Regions from separate parts of the Ovis aries genome. Here region 1 is linked to region 2. The links are chromatin contacts, called in public Hi-C maps. All regions are on one chromosome and are shown on one strand. The core of a region is the stretch at or near the end of the contact, and the rest is flanking DNA. Distances in the headings are between cores, read along the strand shown.

Region 1 (2,800 bases), core at 122-2,621, 78 kb before region 2:
TACAATACAAGCCTGCTGCCAACAGATGCCGAAGTGAAAATTCCAGTCTTGCAAAAGACATAAGATTTCATGGAATCGATTAAGGTTGGAGGACTGCTCAAATCACAAACAAAACTACTGGGAGAGGTGCTGGCAAAGTTAGACTGAATTACAATCGGGTATAAGACCGCCTGGAAGAGGGCATGGCAACCCACTCCAGTATTCTTGCCTGGAGAAGTCCACAGACAGAGGAGCCTGGCAGACTACAGTCCATGGGGTTGCAAGGAGTCAGACATGACTGAAGCGACTTGGCATGCACGGGAGACCACCGACAAAGGAGACATAATAAGGCCTTCAAAACACAGCAGCTTTAATTCAAAGGAGAATGAAGAGCTCTTGGGAAAAATCACAGGCCAAACATTTCTGTGAAAAGGATCACCCTGGTGCACGTACTCTGTTGGTCAGTCACAGGATCTACAATGATGTGATGCTCTCAAAAACTTTGCCAGAACCATTATGAGAGCCCCACTGCCATCGCTCACTTTGGCTTATTCCTTATTCCAAGAATTTGAGCAGAAATGCAGTTTTGCCTAATTTACCTTTGGGTAAAAACCAGATAAGACTAACCCATGTTCATAATTTTTAGTTTATCAAGCCAGAGTCTAAATCAAAACCCATTTTTTTCACTCGTTACTTGAATTTTGGTTTCCGTTTCAGTTGGACTGTCTTTGTGGTCAGGAGAACTTCCTGATGAATTTTTAAATAATTGCTTTTGGAATGACCATCAGCCCCACTGAGATGAAAGGCCATGAGTGCACAGCCCTCTGAGATCAGGATCCCAGAAAGAAACAGATGGCTCTTTCAAAACAGGATCATTGGAGGGCACACCTAACAAAGGACCATCCTGAGGGGTGCAGGGAACTGACTGAGGGCCAGGAACTGGGCTGCAGTCCTGGGATTTCCAAGCCTTCATCTGCTGAGCAGGACTTAGCAGGCAGGCATCTCTTTTCTGCAGGTCTAGGGACCCTGTGAGCAAGGAGCCAGCAACATGGTTGCCCTGCTGTCCCTGGGCCTCCTCCCTGGTGGTTGGGCACTGCTCTCTTCATGGGGGCCCCATTATTCCCACCAAGATGGGGAATTCAGCCCCAACTTCACTTCCAGCTTGGAGAGGACAGACTCCCGCAGCTCCTTAAGGATGCTTTTTTTTTTTTTTTTGCCATCTGGCCTCTAGGGAGAGGGCTGCAATTAGGGGCTGGCTGAGTCAGCTTCGAACAGCAGACCCATTTCCACAGTTCTATTTCCCTGAGCCTTTGGCCTCTGTTCTGCACAGCAGGCCAGGGATTTCAAGCAGTTTTACCTCATTAATTCTAAACCACCCATGTTCAGGCTTCAGTGAGTCAACCTGGTAGATTATTAAACACCCTCTCAGGGCTTGAGCCAAATGCAAACCCCAGATGAGAGAACCTGTAAACATTCCAGCCAAATATAGGTGTTTTTCCATCCACTTGGTCCAGTAGTCTGACTCCACGTCCACGTGGCCCCCCAGGCTCTGCTGGTGGCACCAGGTGGACCTGTGATCCTCTCCCTGGGGGTGCCATCTCCCGCCCCCGCTCCAGTGTGTATGCGGGGGTGTCCTGTGCTTCATTCCCTGGGCTCTGCTGGCCTCAGCTCTCTTCTAGGTCTTGGGGCGTGAGAGGCGGTGGGTGGGTCCTGGGCAGAACAGCCATCAGATTGCAAAGCCACCTGCCCCCAGCAAGTGCTGAAAGGCTTTAAGAACAGAGGTTGGCTTCCCTAAGGGAGGGACACACAGGAGTGAAGGAGCGAGGCTTGGGGGGAGGAGAAGGCGAGTGGAGCTTCCAGCGGGGTCCACGCAGGTCAGAGACATCCAGCTCTGCACCTGCGAACCCAGCCCTCACCACAGACTCTGGCACCACGTGCACACGCAACAGTCAACCTTGCAGGTTTGGGCAAGAGTTGTTTTAGGAGCCCCACAGCGCAGGCGCCGTCCCACCTACCCAGGCAGGCCCGAAGCAGCATTGCGCATGCGTGCTTCAGGCTCCTTGCTGCCGGTTGCGTTCCACTTGGTCGTCTGTCTTTCTGTCTTCTTCCTCAGACATCTGGAGGAAGATAAGAAAATGACCATTAGTTGAAATGCGGTCTATGCCTCTGAAAGAAAGTGAAACTGAAGTCACTCAGTCGTGTCCGACTCTTTGTGACCTCGTGAACTGTAGCCTACCAAGCTCCTCTGTCCATGGGATTCTCCAGGCAAGAATACTGGAGTGGGTTGCCATTTCCTTCTCCAGGGGATCTTCCCGACCCAGGAATCGAACCCGGGTTTCCTGGGTTTCCCGCATTGGAGACAGACGCTTTAACCTCTGAGCCACCAGGGAAGCTATCTTCCCTAAATTCAGGGTCTTCTTTTGCTGAGACTTAAAGAAAAAAAGGAATAAGTGGTTTGCTTAAGGCTCCACCCAAGCAGCCCCACTTTCCGTTGGGTCCCTGGGAGTCCCATCCGGGAGCAAAAATCTTTGCACCCTTCCCCCGCGGCCTGGGGGCAGTCCCCAGGGGGCCTCTCGCCAAGACCACGTGTTGATGCTGGTCCTGTGAAAACAAAGCTGGCCTCCTGCAGGCTCATCAAACACGGCTTTAACAATTGCAATATTGTAATTGTAACTACCCGGATTACAATTATTGTAATCCGGGTAAGTATGCAGTAATTTATTTTCCCATAACTGAATTTTGGCAGGAACAACTTACTGGTTAGTCTTTACTGAGCTCTTGGGAGTATCCTCAAACTCCCAGGAACCCCCATGAAGGGTGG
Region 2 (2,917 bases), core at 353-2,852:
CATTTCAGCTCTCTGTGTTGCCCATGTGACTTTTCGCACTGCGATGACATATTTTGGCCCTGATGCAGCCCCTCTCCTCTCCTGGCTTCTTCCTTTAGACTCCCAAGCAGCTGCCCAGGACATCTCTCTTGCTCCCCTTTGCTCTGGAGTCTCAGGATTAAGAGCATGCGGGCTCTGAGTGCTCACACTACTCACAGAACGTGAGCATCCCTGTTTATACCCAAGGAAATGGGCATCAAAACAGTGCTCTGAATCCAGGGACCCTGGACTTGCAAAATGTGAAGTATGGTATTCTTAGCTCCTTCCTCCAAAACCGGTGAAACCTGCCCTCCAGCCTGTATCCCTGAGACCCGCCTCCTCTTCTCCAGCAATGACCTGAATTCAGGAATCAGCTGCACTTCTAGGCTGATGACAATAGCAAATCACTCCCACAATTGCCCTCAGAAATGACAAATGACATAAGCTCGACTCCTCATAGACTTGGAGGAAGCTTGCACACCACACACACGCATACATACATACACACTGCAAACACACCATGCAATTCTTACTCACACACTACACACACCACACACACACTGCAAACACACCATACTCACACACTACACACCATACATATACCATATGACGCAACACCGTATCTCAGACACACACACACACGCACACACACACACTCGCACCAATTACACAGACACACACCCACCACCATGGCTCACAGCTGAAAGCTTCCCTTGGACATTTCTGCTCCTGGGTAGGTGGTTTCTTGGCCTCACTAGGGGGCGTCCCTTCCCCTTCCCTTCTGCCTCCCCTGCCTCTCCCTCTTGGAATACTTCCCCTTCTGGAATCCTTGACCTCCTCTCCATCAAGCAGAAGGGCCCAGTGACCCCCCTCCCTGGCTCCAACACTTCCCGGCAGCCCTCATTCCTTTGCTCACCCCTCCCCATCTGCCAGGACGGTCATGCCCTGCTCTCTCAGAGGGTAAGTCCAGTGGATCCAAGGTTCTGGGCTGTCACCTCAAGGGTGTCCATTCTTCTTCCCTCTAAACTTGCTGTTTGCTTCCCTATCTCTTGCTCCAGTTCTAAGATTTATTCTGTATCCATTCTTGTTTATTCTACGTCTCTATTGAAAGCCCTCCTTTGATCCCGTGTGAGAGGTCTGTGGTAAAAAGAAAAGATGGACTGACAGCTCAGACTGCCTGGGTCCAAGTCCCAGTACACATGCAGCCCTGTCATGTGACTGGGCCTCAAAATTGAGGCGAATAACAGTACCCGCTTTAGAGGGTCGCCGTGAGGTTCAAGTGTCTTAGTGCTTCAAAGCCAGCCTGGACCACAGGGATACCCTGTAAGCCCGTGGTCATGGCTATTGTTGCCACTGAGACTGGTGATCTGTGGGATTTCAGTAGCAGCCTTTGGGATCCCTTTGCATCATCCCTACTGCCCCGCCTGTAGCCCAGCCCACCTACACTGGGACCTCCATCTTGGTGACAAGTGGCTCTTTCACCAGGCACCTGCCGTATCAGCGGGTTGAGCAATACCTGGGGAGGCTGGGAGGGTCAGTGCCACGGCCTTGATTACATTTTCCTCCAAACCAAATCCGGCTGCACTTTGTATCCCATGCCTGCCCCGCCCCTCTGCATTTACAGTGACCTGATGAAATCCTGTGTGATAAGTAGGTGAGTTCGATAGTGAAGCAAGTCAGTGACTTTGTCTTTTGCTTATTCCAAGTCCTGCTATGTCATAACTCTTCCAACACCTGATCTGAAGAAAATCATGTCCTCTTCATCATTCTCCATTGGCCCTTCAAACATTGACTTGTCCTGGAGCCCCACAAAGTGCTCTGTCTACTGCTCATCTCTCTGTAACAGGAGCCCCACCAGCTCTGGGCAGCCTGGGAAAATCTTCCATTCCTACCTGGGTTTCTCAGCAACCCCATTTTGGTGCCCACCTGAAAACACCCCACTGAGCTCCATGTTCTGTCCCCTCTGGGACTTGCTTTAGGCAGCATCAAGGCGGGGGTCCACCTAGCTACATCAGGAAGTAGTTCTCTCTCCCATGTGCCTGGAGCCAAGGGTGGGTGAATGGGCTTCAGGGAGGGGGCTGTCCCAGACTCTTCCAGGTCTGAAATGCCTTGCTAGGTTGGCAGAAGGAAGCCACTGATGGTTTGGGAGCACGCCAGGACCTTCCGTCCCCCCTACACAGTGTGATACCTCTAACACTATGACTTGAGCCCAGATTGATTTGGGGCACAGAGTGAATCTCTCAGGTCCGATCTGCATTTCCAATGTGCTTGCAGCTACGTGAGTTCAGACACCCTCAGAGTGGACTCGCTCGAAGAGCAGTTTCGAGAGGACTTCGTGTCCATCAATTACCTCTTGCCAGATGACAAAGTGACCGCTTTACACCACTCGGTGTACGTGAGGTTAGTGACCAGGGGGTGCTGGGTCCACTCTGTCTAGTCATGCACCGAGTTTGAGCATGAGGTTGTGTTCTCCAAGTGCAAGTTGAGGGCTTGGCCAGTTTGGTTAGATAGGGTGGACACACCAGGCTGGAGTACAGGAACTTAACCCCAAACCAGGCAGATAGAGCCCAGCAGAGAAACGGAGGAAGGATGATGAAGGGGTCACCTGATGCAGATAAGTGCGGTACTGCCTGGGCACATAGTGGGCGCTGCAGATGTGTTTGGGGGAAAGAAGGGAGGGAAGGAAGGAGGGGAAAATATTAGAAAGAAAGGAATTAAGAAAGAAACTTAACTTTATTTACAAAGTACTTAAATGTTCACCATTTGTATTAGATGTTTCCCCAAATAACTTGTCAATCAGTCGCTCAGTCGTGTGACTGACTCCTTGCGACCCCATGGACTGCAGCCTCCCAGGTTCCTCTGTCCATGGGATTTCTCAGGCTAGAATACTGGGGAGGGT

What was found. Hi-C and Micro-C count contacts between places; a contact is called where the count stands out from the background.
Region 1: a Hi-C map of mixed tissues shows a contact between it and region 2, with 2.2 times the contacts expected there. The contact joins two enhancer-like sites. A contact is called at or near these places in 2 of 16 Hi-C or Micro-C datasets (liver and mixed tissues).

The regions. Positions count from the first base shown.
Region 1 is chr1:263,434,757-263,437,556 of ARS-UI_Ramb_v3.0, reverse strand. No RefSeq gene overlaps it. Among named protein-coding and RNA genes, the nearest start is that of SLC37A1, 19 kb to the left of the region's middle. Within about 2 kb of position 1,371, at least 13 of the 54 cell types and tissues checked have an H3K27ac peak or open chromatin away from gene starts, as enhancers often do.
Region 2 is chr1:263,356,561-263,359,477 of ARS-UI_Ramb_v3.0, reverse strand. It overlaps TMPRSS3 (transmembrane serine protease 3), which reads left to right. Exons shown (of 13, transcript XM_060405839.1): 6 at 2,293-2,418. Among named protein-coding and RNA genes, the nearest start is that of TMPRSS3, 11 kb to the left of the region's middle. Within about 2 kb of position 1,602, at least 4 of the 54 cell types and tissues checked have an H3K27ac peak or open chromatin away from gene starts, as enhancers often do.